2 separate regions of the Mus musculus genome follow, and region 2 is linked to region 1. Evidence: chromatin contacts called from public HiCAR-type data. All regions are on one chromosome and are shown on one strand. Each heading gives the region's core, a stretch centred on a gene start, on an enhancer-like site or on the middle of the called end of the contact. The rest is flanking DNA. Distances are from core to core; before and after follow the strand shown. Region 1 has its middle 17 kb from the start of Dut. Region 2 has its middle 25 kb from the start of Fbn1.

What was found. HiCAR-type assays count read pairs that join an accessible place to other places.
Region 2: a HiCAR-type map of fibro-adipogenic progenitors shows a contact between it and region 1, with 2.3 times the contacts expected there. The contact joins two enhancer-like sites. A contact is called at or near these places in 15 of 39 promoter capture datasets (the 3T3-L1 cell line, 3T3-L1-derived adipocytes, the HPC-7 cell line and 9 more), 2 of 484 Hi-C or Micro-C datasets (pancreatic cancer cells and trophoblast stem cells), 3 of 115 datasets of contacts at active chromatin or transcription factors (fibro-adipogenic progenitors, large pre-B cells and trophoblast stem cells) and 1 of 9 other capture datasets (embryonic stem cells).

What each region holds. Positions count from the first base shown.
Region 1 is chr2:125,260,965-125,268,090 of GRCm38.p6, reverse strand. No RefSeq gene overlaps it. Among named protein-coding and RNA genes, the nearest start is that of Dut, 17 kb to the right of the region's middle. Within about 2 kb of position 4,025, at least 37 of the 459 cell types and tissues checked have an H3K27ac peak or open chromatin away from gene starts, as enhancers often do. A contact at or near this core is called in fibro-adipogenic progenitors, where this site is marked.
Region 2 is chr2:125,528,054-125,535,179 of GRCm38.p6, reverse strand. No RefSeq gene overlaps it. Among named protein-coding and RNA genes, the nearest start is that of Fbn1, 25 kb to the right of the region's middle. Within about 2 kb of position 4,384, at least 57 of the 459 cell types and tissues checked have an H3K27ac peak or open chromatin away from gene starts, as enhancers often do. A contact at or near this core is called in fibro-adipogenic progenitors, where this site is marked.

The DNA.
Region 1 (7,126 bases), core at 2,776-5,275:
TCATATATTCTTTGTTCTTATTCATTCTCCTTCCTGCTCACCGGACTTGGTGGAGGTTTCAGGAACATGCATGGACACAAAACTTTAATGGACTGGCCACTTAAGCTCATTATGATTTCTGTGTCTGTTTTACTCCAATCTAAAATGTAAGTTTGAAACCAGGCATGGGGGTGCATGCCTTTAATCCCAGGAGGCAGAGGCAGGCAGATCCCTGAGTTCCAGGCCAGCTTGGTCTACAGAGCAAGTTCCAGAACAGTCAAGACTACACAGAGAAGAGCAGGAGAGATGGCTCAGAGGTTAAGGGCACTGACTGCTCTTCCAGAGGTCCTGAGTTCAATTCCCAGCAACCACGTGGTAGCTCATAACCTTCTGTAATGGGATCCAATGCTCTCTTCTGGTATGTCTGAAGACAGTGACAGTGTGCTCATATACATAAAATAAATAAATCTTTAAAAAAAAGGACTACACAGAGAAACCCTGTCTTAAAACAACAACAGCAGCAACAACAACAGTAACGCTTAGTGTTCAGCAGTTATGAGAATTACAATAGGTGTCAGTATGAGAATACCAAGTGCTGTTGAAGATTTTTAAAGCTGTAATAGGAAATGTATACCTACTTGTCAGTATGAGACCTTCAACAAGTAAAACTGAGTGATTCCTGTACAGCTTTGATTTCTTTGACCTTGCCGCCTGCAAGCCCACCAACTACTTTCTTCCAAGGGACAAGGAGCACCTATTACATCTACCAGATTTCCACTGCAACCCTAGACCACACAGACCATAAATTATACCCATAGAGATGGTTCTGCTAGCTCAAGTCCATGAGTGAAGAGAAAATGGCCCATGGGAAGAAATCCAAATAATTTTAACTTTCTACCCTCAACCAAGGATAAAAACAAACAAACAAACAAAAAAAAAAAACCACTATCGTGACAGGCATTAAGTGTTCAAGAGAGATTCATGGTCACTTTGACTCTGTTTGCATGTCTTTGGCCACTGTGTTTGTTGTGAATACAGTAACTGAGGGTTGGGTAAGCTTCCGTGTTTAGGCTAGATGCTGCCACGGGAGAAGCACAGTACTTAGTTTGCTCTGCCTCTAACAACATTTGTTTGTGTAAGTCAGATCACCTCTTGACCTATAAAAATGAGCATTGCTAAATAGGGGCTGGAGAGATGGCTTAGCAGTTAAGAGTACATTGCTACTCTTCCAGAGGACCCAACTTAAGTTCGTAGCACCCATGTCAGACAGCTCACAAACCACCTGTAACTCCAGCTCTACAGGGGCCATTGCCCTCCTCTGACCTTTGTGAGCACACTCGCACACTTGACAAACATTCAGACACACATACAGAGACATGAAAATGAAAATAAACCTTTACAAGATTCCTAAACAAAGCGAGGCGGTGATGGCGCACGCCTTTAATCCCAGCACTGGAGAGGCAGAGGCGGGAGCGTTTCTGAGTACGAGGCCAGCCTGGGCTCTACAGAGCAAATTCCAGGAGAGACAGGGGTAAGAGAACCGTAAACAATCTCAAATGTGGTGTGCTACGGAGCAGAGTGGTGTGTGGGTGTGAGCTGCACGGTGACTGGTCGGTGCTTTACAAAACACTGATTCTACTTCAGACTAAGCGGATGGACACACATTCGGATGCTTTAAACGTAGAGAGCAAGTAGCAAGAGGATAAATATTTCATATTGATCAGCATTTCTTCCCATTTCCTCTTTAGTGGGCAACTATTTAACCACTTAAACATATATCCTGTAGGGAGCTGGAGAAAGAGCTCAGCAGTTAAGACCTCTAGTTCTTCTAGAGAGCACGTTCAATTCCCAGTACCCACATGAAAGCTCCCAGACAGCTATGTCTCCATTTCCGGACAAACAATGCCTTCTTCTCTGATCTCCCAGGCATCAGGCAGGAATATATACACGCACAAAGGCAAAACATTTATACTATAAAATAAAAATAAATAAATCTTTATAAAAATTCATGTAGAGTAAAAATGTTTTAAAGCAATTAAAAAATATTTTCTACCCCATTACAAACATGAAGGACAATATATGACAAAAATGTCATTGAGTCTTGCATTTGCATTAAGGTGGTAAAGCTGATTACAACACAGACTATTTTCAGGTCCTTCAGAGATATGGAAAGTTGGACTTCAAGCCCTCCATTCTTTCCTAAGTTCTCACTAGAATACATAACACGCCATTAATTCCAATAGGACAAGATTTGTAAGGTCTTCCCTGTATAACTTCACAGCAATGATAAGGATAGTGGATTCTACCAAGCACTTCCTGGGGAGTAGGCCCTGGGTTAAGCATTTTGCAAATTAATTTATTTGGGCTTAAAAAATACTATCCTGGGCTGGTGAGATGGCTCAGTGGTTAAGAGCACTGACTGTTCTTCCAGAGGTCATGAGTTCAAATCCCAGCAACCACATGGTGGCTCACAACCATCTGTAATAAGAAACAAATAATAAAAATTAAAAAATAGTTAAAAAAAAAATACGGTCCTAAGCAGTATAATTCCCTTTGTTACACTGAAGGCAGAGAGGTTAATTAGCTCACCCAAATCTGCAGCTGGTGAAGGGCAGGGTTAGAACACAGACAGTAGACTCCCAGGCCTGGCTAGCATTACCACTCTCCAACAAAGCTCAGGCTGCCAGCAACTGACAAGTATCATAGTGGGTTTTCACAATTTCTCACTCGAAAGCTAGATTTTTTTTAATGTACGTTGGCTTTTTCTTTAAAACATAATTTGCATTTCATTATGTCATATTATAACTTCATATAAAAAGTAAAGATTGCAAAGTGTACTATACCAGTATCTACGTGTCAGCACACTTCATGATTTTCATAAAGGGGGCAGCTCAGCAGGGCTTCCCCTTGGCTGTGGGGCGTGTGTGTGTTTGGTACAAATGAGGTAAATCCTGGTAATACAATTCAAATCTCCTTGGACTTGGTTCTAGAAAAGAAAACATACCTGGTGGCCAGGGAGTCGTAGGAAAGCTTAACAAGAAGACTGAGTTAACAGCTGTCTCTGGGCTTTAGCTACAATGATGGCTGCCACATCACCCTTGAGGCTTGTTGTCTGTTACTCTGATCACAAGGTCTTTGGTAGAAGACTACCTTGTTTGTTTGTTTGTTTGTTTGTTTGTTTTAATAGGGTTTTTCTCTGTAGCTCTGGCTGCCCTGAAACTCACTCTGTACAGCAGGGTGGCCTCAAACTCACAGAGATCTGCTTGCCTCTGTTGGAACTATTTCTAGGCTTAAGGACTGCTGGCAGGTTCCTTTATCACCACCAAGTTCCACCAGTTCCTATTACTTAGACTTTTGTCGGTGGTGGAGACTTTGAGAACACTGGCAGAGCAGCCAAGGTGTGACTGTGAGATGTACTCCCTGATACCTTGGGTTGTCCCCATCTGTTTTCTTCAGGATATAATTAGTTCCCAACATCTGGAGGTAAATAATTAGCAGCCATCACTCATTAAGTGCAGGAGATGTCCGCCACATGCTCACTGTCATAATGCTCACATTACTGAAAAAGAAAAGATAAGCCAAGAGATAGAGAGACCAGGTGCATTTTAAATGGCGTCAGCTGGTGGCTTTTGGTTCAGACCTCTGGTGCAATGGCCTTACAGAACCCACCCGACAGCAGACCAGAGCTGGGTATGTAAGATCACACAATACAGATATTTTTTCCATTCTTCCACGTGAGTAGCAATGCAACCTCAGCCCCAACATGGCTGTTGGTTTGAAAACAATATGTTTTAAAGATCTGAATAAAATGTCTGCAAATACAAGTGCCACATTTTGTCCAGAGGAGCCAGCTGGGAGAGTGTGGCAGCAGCAGCAGCAGTCCAAGTGCTCAGGGCTTCATCCTTTCAGGAACATACTGACAATTATTCCTAGTTGTTGTTTGTGATGACAAAGCAAGCTGATAATTCTCTCCCAGCTCTCTCACATCTGCACCAGGAAACGTTTGAAGATTGGAACCCTGTGAGGTACTGAGGAAAGCATTCAGCTCTCTCACACTCGAGGTCACACAATTTTGCAAGTCAAAAAAACGTTGGGAATGCCAAAAACATCACGCTGTGCACTACCAAATAAAAGAACACTGTTATTCTTACAAGGGGAGACTTGATGGGACAGGAAGTGGGCAGGCCTGCGACGTTTACTAATACCGAGGCATTTAACCCGTCGTGCAGCCAAAATACAATGACAGCTTAAAACAAATAAACAAACAGCTGTGACACAAAACAAAACCACTGGGGACATGGCCTTCACTGAATCCAGCTATTAGATTTTTGGCAAATACATGAAGTGGGTTACCTCAGACAACTCCAGGGAAAGTTCTAGAAGTCTTCTTGTCCCTGCTACATGCATTTCACGCAGATAATTAAGATTAAGGCAGTTTTAATTTAAGGTTAGAAAGTTCAAACAAAGAAGACTTGATCTTAAAATGTTGTAAGTGATTTCATTAAAGGGTAATTCTTGAAAAAGCCACATTCTCCTTAAAATAGGGAGGGGGAAGAAGAAAAGAGAAAATGGAAGAAAAATCTAGTTCCTTGGCATAATTTTCATTTTTGTTTCAACACAGCAGGAGGGCAGGGCCCGCTGGGTTCTCGGCCTTCCTAATGCCAGGGGGCGATTAGACAAAGTCCACAACCAGCCAAACCTTAAGGACATAATCTCACTTTTCAAACAACTCCTGCCCATTTGCTCTCAAATGTTGCTACATCCCATCTTCTGCCAGGCTTTGGGTCCACTGGGAGTCTTCAATTTATAATTGAGTTGGTTTTTTTTTTTTTTTAGTTAAAAAGCAAACAGAAAGTGACATCTAGTGGGCACCTGGATGAAAGCCTCTGCATCAGTGGTTCCCAGCCTTCCTAATGCTAGCACAGAGCCTCACGCTGTGGTGACCTCCCACCGAAATGTAAATATCTGACATGCAGGATGTCTGATATGCAAGCCCTGTGACGGGGTCGTTAAATACCCCAAGGGGTCACATCCCACAGGTTGAGAACTGCTTCTCTGGATGACAATTTCAATATTGTATTTTACAAATATTTAATTATTTTGATTCTCAAATAGTCTTTTATCTTCCTAAGATGGAAATAAAAAAAAACCTATTTGATAAAAAGACTGTTAAGAATGGCAAACTGTAGAGCCGGGCGTGGTGGCGCACGCCTTTAATCCCAGCACTCGGGAGGCAGGGGCAGGCGGATTTCTGAGTTCGAGGTCAGCCTGGCCCACAAAGTGAGTTCCAGGACAGCCAGGGCTATACAGAGAAACCCTGTCTCGAAAAACCAAAAAAAAAAAAAAAAAAAGAATTGCAAACTGTCGTTTTCTTTCCTTACAAAAAAACATTTTTCTTCTCAAAAAATATGAACAAGAACTTTGGAGATAAAGCACTAGAGAAACATAGAGAAACAGTAGCAGTGCTACTGGGCACTGGGGACCATGAGGGCGATAGCCAACCATGTATGTGGGCATGCAGACAAGGCAGGAAGCCAGCCACAGATCCCAGCTGATATGCCTTAAGAAGATGAACAAATCTATCTACTTCCTCGAGTGCCCACCCTCAAATTCGGGGAAGCACGCAGGCTTTTGACACTGGTGGGTGCCTTTGCTGGTTTCCTAAGTGATCAATGGAGTCGGCTGAGATTTTAATTAGGATTAGGGAAGCTGAACCTTGACCTTGCACAATTGCATTTCATGTATCAGAGGTGTCCAGGTGGGTGCACACAGGGACATCTACAGCCTGGATTTGTGAAAGGGACAGAAAAGGAAATCAGTCACTGCGAATGTGAAAGATGGTGTTCAGGATTTTCTTCCAAGAAACACTCAGCTGTAACCTAAATGCCAGTTGTATGCTCTCCCCACGTCTTGAGGAATCTTCTTTCTTGATAACCTGCAAACTCACACAGGGCACAGGCTCTCCTGAAACTTTCCACAAAACTCCTTCGATCTCCTCTCCCCACCTTCCCACTCACTGTAATCCTACTTTTTGGCTACTTAGTTGGGTTTTTATATCTACCACCCTTTGCCACCCTTATCCCTTACAATACCGCAACACTGGGTAGGAGAGAAAGGTTAGTGGGGAAAGGGGACACAGCTCATTAGGGACATTTAATTCCTAGGGGCAAGTCCACTCTTTGTAGTCAGGATATCGCCAACCAGCAAGCCAGCAAGCCAGCGAACAAGCAAAAAGCAATGCAGTAATAGCAAAACCACAAATGGAAGGACCAGCAAGGTCCAGCCACAGCAGGAGCAGCAGCAACAGGGACCAGCCGAGGCAGGAGTAGCGGCTACCTTGGGCCTTCTCAGGGCTCTCAAATTTATACCCTCTCAAGAGTACCCATAATTCTAAATGTAAACTATCTGCAGCTGGCAAAAATCATACACCATCTAGAACACAAGACAAATCCTTGCTAGTGGCTGTGGACAGTCTGAAGCAGGCTCATATCCCACACCTGGGATTAAAACAAAAACATTTACACGACGTTAACTGGGCTTTTGAAGAAACCAAACTTCTTACCGTCCGGATTCCAAGTGCTCCGTGCACCCAGAGCACTGTCTGAAATGTCATTTGTCTTCCCCCACTTTGACCGGAATGTATTTTTTTTCTTTTCATCCCCTCCCAAAGCACTACTGGTGTGGAAATACAGTGGTCAATTAGTCTGAATTGAGGGGACAGGGACAGGAAGCTCAGCACTAATGGCTCAGCAAACAGATTAAAATGTCACCATGGTGCTAGGAAGCTTGGGGGTTGGTTCAAAACATTTGGGGAAGAATTGGGAGTGGGAAAATTAGGGTGACACGGGACACCGTCACCCACAGCACTGTCAGAACCATGGGAGGCTATGGGACCACAGCGCTGTTGGAACTATGGAGACATGGGACCTACTGCACCACTTTCACTCATGCTTGGAACATCTATGTTTTCAAAGAAGCAAGTTTCTTGGCAATACTGGAGGCAGGGAGTCTCTCACTGGTCTCTTCTCCCATCAGTCCCCTACCATGTCTGGATGTCCCCTCATCCATATTTGAAGAGTCCCTTCTATCTCCCTGCATCTTTTCAGGCTTGCCTAAGCAAACTCCTACTCAGGTAGCCTGGAAGAAA
Region 2 (7,126 bases), core at 3,135-5,634, 270 kb before region 1:
CCAATGGGCATTCGCATCACTGTTCATCCTTCAACAAGCCCTTCCCTACAGCAAAGAGGAGGCCAAATAGCTAACAGATCCTGTCTAGGTACCTGAAGGGATGGCGTCTCCTGGCTGGGTGAATCTTTGTCACCACTCCCTGTAATTCTCCCTTCCAAGGCTACCTCCTGATCCTTCCCGTTTCTCTCACAGTTCCTCAATAACATATGAATCACAACAGACTCTCTGAAGACGTTTAGAAGTATTTTATAATTGTGCCTATACTCGCCAGCTTTGTGAGGTCAGCTGGGAGCCTTGAGCCGTTGGGTCATTTGTATTTTGTTGGGCCACCTAAGAGGGTCCTGGCTCTGTGGATGCATAGCATTTCCTGTCTTCCTGGGGTATCTGGCTTCAACTTCCCTGCGATACCTCAGAGTGTGCCCCCTTAAACTTTGCTTTAACCACCCAACTGTTAGTTTGAATCAAGACTGCTTCAATATCCTAGGTGGCAAAATTTAATAAGTAGATTTTTATTAATTCCTAGATAATAAAACATAAAAATAAGTCCTAAGATGCATTTAAAAATGTGTCATATATTATTTTAGGCTCTTGAGCTATGAAATAATGGCAATAATGATGTGTTTAAATCTACTAAATCATGGGGCCAGTTGAAAGCACTCCATGAAGTAGGGCAGAGGGAATAACTATAGGTCAGACTGAACTGAAAGATGACCACACAGAGACTGGGGAGGCTCAAGGATGTGTGTATCTTTCTGAGACAAGAACCATGGTAACTGAATCTCTGAAGTGCACAGAGAAGATATTAGTTTATAAAGCTTGAAGGTCCAATCACTTAATAATGGAAGTCCCATTCACAGAAGACAGTGAACAGTGCTTGTTCTTCCATAGGCTTGGTCAGTTCTCCAGAATCTGGTAGGTCAGGGAACTTGGTGTGTTTGTTTGCTCTTAGGTGCTTTAGATAACAATATCCCACTCGGTTTTCTAGTGAACCCTAGTGATGTAGGCAGAGTGAATGGTTCTCTCACCTCACAGAAGAAAACAATGAAGACTGAAGCCTGTGAAGTACCTCTCAACCCTTCAGATCTGAGGCTTCTGTTGAATGCAGCTTTGGCTACAGTAGGTCTAGAATGGAGCTGGAAAACAATACATAGCTATGACGCTTCCATCCGAGGTTGCCGCTCTGTAGGACCGAAGACAGCCTGAATGCATCCAGCTTGCTTGGCCGAGAAGAATCGCAACGTTTCAAGGCATCGGGGAGAAGCAAATGGGTATCATATGTTTTCTAAATTAGTATCTTGGTGCTACAGGCCGATCTTATTTAAAATCAGCATCTGGGCTAGAGAGCTGGCTCAGTGTTAAGAGAGCTTACCCTTCTTGCCGAGCGCCTGAGTTCCATGGTGCCTCACCACTCTGTAACTCCAGTTCTAGGGACCCATCTGCCCTGCTTGGGCCTCTGCCGGCAACTGCAGATCAGTAGAGTCCATAAACTCACACACACACACACACACACACACACACACACACACACACACACTAATAAATCTAAGAAAAATAGTGCAGACCCCTGTAATAGAATCTGTCACTGTCTTTATAATGGCTCTTCAATGTACTGCTTACAGGGCAGAGATCTAGGGCTATAGAGGATCCCTTGTAGCTGGTCCTAGAGCCCATGCATGTCTTGTTCAGGATAAAGGCCCTTACTTACTGCTCCCTGTCTTTTAACTGATGGTGTAGCCCTGAACTGGAGCAGCTTCTGCTTTTGTGAAATGGATACTTAATCTAAGAAGCAGCTGAATTTTCTAGTAGCTATCTCAATAGGAGAACAGGCTCCCCTGACAGAATGTCTCTTGAACGAGATGGATAATTGTTCTGCTTAGTGGTTTTCAAACAAATGTTGGTTGGGAAGAACAGACCCGGAGATCAAGTTCTGGACTCTTCTCTGTCTCATTCATATGCTGGAGATCTGTGTAGGTTCTGAACAGAGAGTTTTCTCAGGTGGCATGTATGTTAAAAGCCCATAAGCTAGATGGGCTTGAGACTTGTCGAAAGCTAATATTGAGTGGTTTGGGCAAGTCGCTGAGCACTAATTCTGAGTTTGAATTAGAACTGGACCAGCTGTTCTTTCAGCCCATTCTGTCCCGAAGCCTAGACTTTGTATTCTCTTCTCTCAGAGGTTCACTGACAGGTCTCTTCTCAGGCTGGGTGGTTCAGGGGAAAGAAGAGAACAGGGATTATGACACAAAGCTAAACTAGCCATGGAAACTTGTACAATCACTTTCTTACCCATCAACTGTTTATTCTGCCCCTCCACTTGGGGGCTGTTCCTTGCACTGAGAATAGTATGGTAAACAAGACTAGACATGGCATACCTCTCACAAGATTCACATGTAAAGGGTAATACATAGACGAACAAATAGATAAATATAAAGGATGATTTCTACTAGGAAGGACCAACCCAATGGCTCATACATCAAAACATGTGATCATGACAGGTGAATTTGGGACCATTTTAGATAGGGTAGGGGTCTTAGTAAGGGTTTCTATTGCTGTGATCAGACACCATAACCATGGTAACTCTTATAAAGGAAAACATTTAACCGGGGTTGGTTTACAGTTTCAGAGATTTAGTTCATTATTGTCATGGTGGGAAGCATGGCAGCATGCAGGCAGGCATGGTGCTGGAGAAAAAGCTGAGAGTTCTACATCTTGATCCACAGGCAGAAGAAGTGAATATCACACCAGGCCTAATTTGAGCATCTATGGCCTCAAGGCCTGCCCCCACAGGGACATACTTCCTCCAACAAGGCCATACTTTCTCCAAAAAATCCACACCTAATAATGCCACTCCCTATTGGCCAAGCATTTGAACACATGAGTCTCTGAGGGCCATTTCTATACAAACAACCAGAGCAAGTTAACTCCCCTTGACATTTGGACTGAAACCTGAAGGAAGAACATTCATGTGATGACCTGGTGGAGAAAACAAGAAAAACTTCTGATGACTGAGGTGGCATTATACCCACACTCAAAACATAGGCACCACTTTCACAGTGTGGAGACTAGAATGTACCAATGCAGATAGAAACAAGTCTGTATGGGGTAAGACTAGAGGGGTAGCCATGGCCAACTTTTCAGTGCCACGGTGTCCACATTGGCTCTGCTTAGAGTAACATTTGCCAGAGGCTGAGATGAGACAATGGGAGTGGGAATCTTGGAGATGAGAGTGAGTCTTGGGCTGAAGTAGATGTTTGTGAGTAATCATTTATTTTTCCACCCTCTAACAGCAGGAAAATCCCCCATAAACAGACAGAAATGAAGTAAAAATACCCCCCATCTCTCTTTCTGTATGTGTGTGTTTCTTGACACAAACTCAGTGGGGACCAGCAGAAATGTTGAGACTTCACCTTTGGAAGTTTCCTCCTGTGTGCCCTGGACTGAAATGCTCAGAAAGAATGCCCCATACATAGCTGCAAAGTATTCCAGGCGCCCCTCCTCCTTGGCTTTCACAGCATGCCCAGGCACTGTGGAAATCTCACAAGAAGTAAAGATGAGGAACTTGATGGATTTTAGAGAACAGAAGGTCTGAAGGAAACTATCCATTTTACAGACAAATGAGATTCCAAGAGATCAACCTTAACACAAAGCCATTTGATGTGTGCAGGTATCTAAAATCCTGAGTCTCCTGATTCCCAGTGAAGAGGAATTCCTTTGTCTCTTTAGTTCATGTGTGTGTGTGTGTGTGTGTGTGTGTGTGTGTGTGTTTGTCCAACCAACATGGATTGTAAAATGCTCCACTGTGAGCCCTGTGGGTGCAGCATCAGGTCTGATAAGAACTTACCCATTGGCACACTCATCTGCCCAGTCATTGTCCCCATGCATTTAGGACTCTAATGACAGAAGGTCTCCAAGATGCTTTCCAATCTCCCAGTGTCTGACCCCAAGTCTTTTCTCATCAGGCATTTGGACAGCAGACAGGATTCCTGATGGTGAGAGAGAACCTTTTGGACCGACTTACCTCCTTCTGGCAGAAACACCACCCATCAAACCAGAGGGGAGTAAGAAATTACAAGAGTTTAGTCATCTAAATTCAGAGAGGCCAACGTCTGAGTAAAGACAGACTCAGCTTCTTAAATGTAACTTCTCGGAAACCACCCGACAAGATCAAGATGGTGAACCCCTTAAGGGCTGGGAATTAAGGGCCCCTTTTAGCTAAGACTCCACCCTTTTGGGGAGACCCTTGTATCACACATGCAGAAAGTATGCGAAGCTGGAACATGATGTTTTCTGGGATGGCAGCATCCCAGCGGGTTCCATCTGAAGCTCAGGGCTGGGAGGGGTGATATTGCCTTGGCTGGAAATTAAACAGTGACTGTGCAGGCTTGAGGGAATTCTACTAAGGATGAGGTCACCCCGCTGTGCCGGGCTCTTCACACAGCATGCTATCTGTCACAGAGGGTTAGGGAAGGAAACTGTCAACATTCCAGCAAGTCTTTACCCCTGAATGATGGTCCCTCTCCAGCCATACAGGAACCCCGTGTGTGGAGCACGGGTTCCAGATACAGCCGATTTTACTTCCCGTTCTCTACAGCAGAGGTGTGAAAGGCCGCCCATGGTGGCTCACCTCTTTAATCCCAGCACTTGGGAAGCAGAGGCAGGCAGATCTGAGTTCCAAGCCAGCCTGGCCTATATAGTGAGTTTCAGGACAGCCATGGCTCCACAGAGAGTCTTTGTCTACACACACACACACACACACACACACACACACACACACACACACCACAAAACAACAACAATGAAAAAGAATGCAGCCTTTGCTTTCACTCAGTCCATGGTTTTCAAATGCCAACTCGATGACACTAAAGAGGTGGGACATTTGAGTGGTGGTCAGGACAGATGCTGTCCCCTCCTCCCCCCACCCCCCTGAAGACTTGTAGAGGAGAGTTGATTAGGAGGGTGTGGTAGCTGAATCCCATGTCCCTGTGTATTGTCTTGTCATGTGATGCTTTCTACTATGTTATGATGGAACAAGAGGGAGTCCTTGATCTTGGACATCTCAGCTTCTAGAGCTGTACACTGAACGAGTCTCTATTCATTATAACTTCCGCAGTCTCTTGTATTGTGTTCCAGCAACTGAAAGACTAAGATACCATATCCACTGGGACTGAGTAACAACAGTGTGATTTTTCCAGGTTTCTTTCTTCCTCCAATTCTACAGTGGAGGAAGAGCTTCCAACAGGTTAGGGCTGTCCTAAGTAAGCCTGACACTTCCCCCGAGGCTCCCTTCTCCCCCTATGGTGTAATCTGGCTTACACAGAGAGGATGCTGCTGCTGCTGCACTCTTGGCCCTCTGGAACTGTGACATATATGAACTTCTCTTCTTTACAAGTACCTGAATTTGGGTACTTTGTTATCGAAACAGAAACTAACCAATACTCTACGGTACTACCAAGCATCCCCCCATCAAATACACTGCTACCGCACTTGGGAATCCACATTTGTGCACATGGATGCATTATATATTCCCAGGCACAGCTTTGCTTTGGTGTTTCTGACTACATAATCTATGTTCACTTGAAAATGTTAATTAAATCAGTTAATCCCTGTACTCAGGATGCAGAGGAAGGTGGCTCCTTGGATATTTGAGGCCAGCTTGGTCTACAAATTGATTTCAGGGCCAGCCAGGGCTACACAGTGAGACTGTGTGTGTGTTTGTGTGTGTATGTGAGAGAGAGAGAGGGGGAGGGGAGGGGAGGGGAAAGGAGAGGAGAGGAGAGGAGAGGAGAGGAGGAGAGAAGGAGAGAGAGAGAGAGAGAGAGAGAGAGAGAGAGAGAGAGAGAGAGAGAGAGAGAGAAAGAAAGAAAGAAAGGAAGGAAGAAGGAAGGAAGGAAGGAAGGAAGAAAGAAAGAAAGAAAGAAAGAAAGAAAGAAAGAAAGAAAGGAAGGAAGAAAGGAAGAAGGAAGGAAGGAAGGAAGGAAGAAAGAAAGAAAGAAAGAAAGAAAGAAAGAAAGAAAGAAAGAAAAGAAAAGAAAGCAAGCTGGCTCTTAAAAAAAAAAACCTAGTAATTTAATCTTCTCAGAAGAAAAGCAGTTAGTCTCTTGGAGGAGTTCAGGCATCTTCAGAAAAGGTGCTTGCTTATCAACGAGTTCAGACTGCACACACATGTGCATAGGAGAAGAGTCCTATTATGGCTGTAAACATGAGATTTGCCTAGAAGAAGTGGAATATGGCTCTAATCCTTTGGCAATATATTTAGCTTCAAACCCAATGAGCTAAAAAATCTGTTCCTCCGTGAATATAAATTGACTGTCATGAATCTGAGTACTGAGTGAGTATGTGTTTATTTCTGTCTTCATTCGTGTGTACTATGTATTGTATAACATTACCTCATATGCTGTAATCATCACATGTCATATATGAGATACAGAAACCACACCACCAGTGTCCCACTAGGTATCAAAGCCATCCAAGTCTAATTAAATTATTGTACAGAATGTGCAAACCTCAGAAATAAGAAACTGAATCCAAATATTTGAATATCCTCTTCTATAAAATCACAGCGCTGCTATTTATTAATTTTCTATAATTTTAGTTTAGATACTTTTTTGTCCCTCTTACTTTTAAATATCACCTCAGAACAAACTAATGAGTGATCTGCAAGGCAGTCCTCCCACTGAACTAACTCAGATGTGAGTTATTGCTTAGGGACTGGCCATCATTTTACTTCACGGTTCTCCAAAGTCAAAAGGCTCCATTCAGTGCAGAGCGAAACCACGCTCCTTTTCACTCGATATCTATGTATATAAAGAACTCAAGAAGGTGGACTCCAGAAAATTGAATAACCCCATTAAAAAATGGGACTCAGAACTGAACAAAGATTTCTCACCTGAGGAATACCGAATGGCAGAGAAGCACCTGAAAAAATGTTCAACATCCTTAATCATCAGGGAAATGCAAATCAAAACAACCCTGAGATTCCACCTCACACCAGTCAGAATGGCTAAGATCAAAAATTCAGGTGACAGCAGATGCTGGCGAGGATGTGGAGAAAGAGGAACACTCCTCCATTGTTGGTGGGATTGCAAGCTTGTACAACCACTCTGGAAATCAGTCTGGCGGTTCCTCAGAA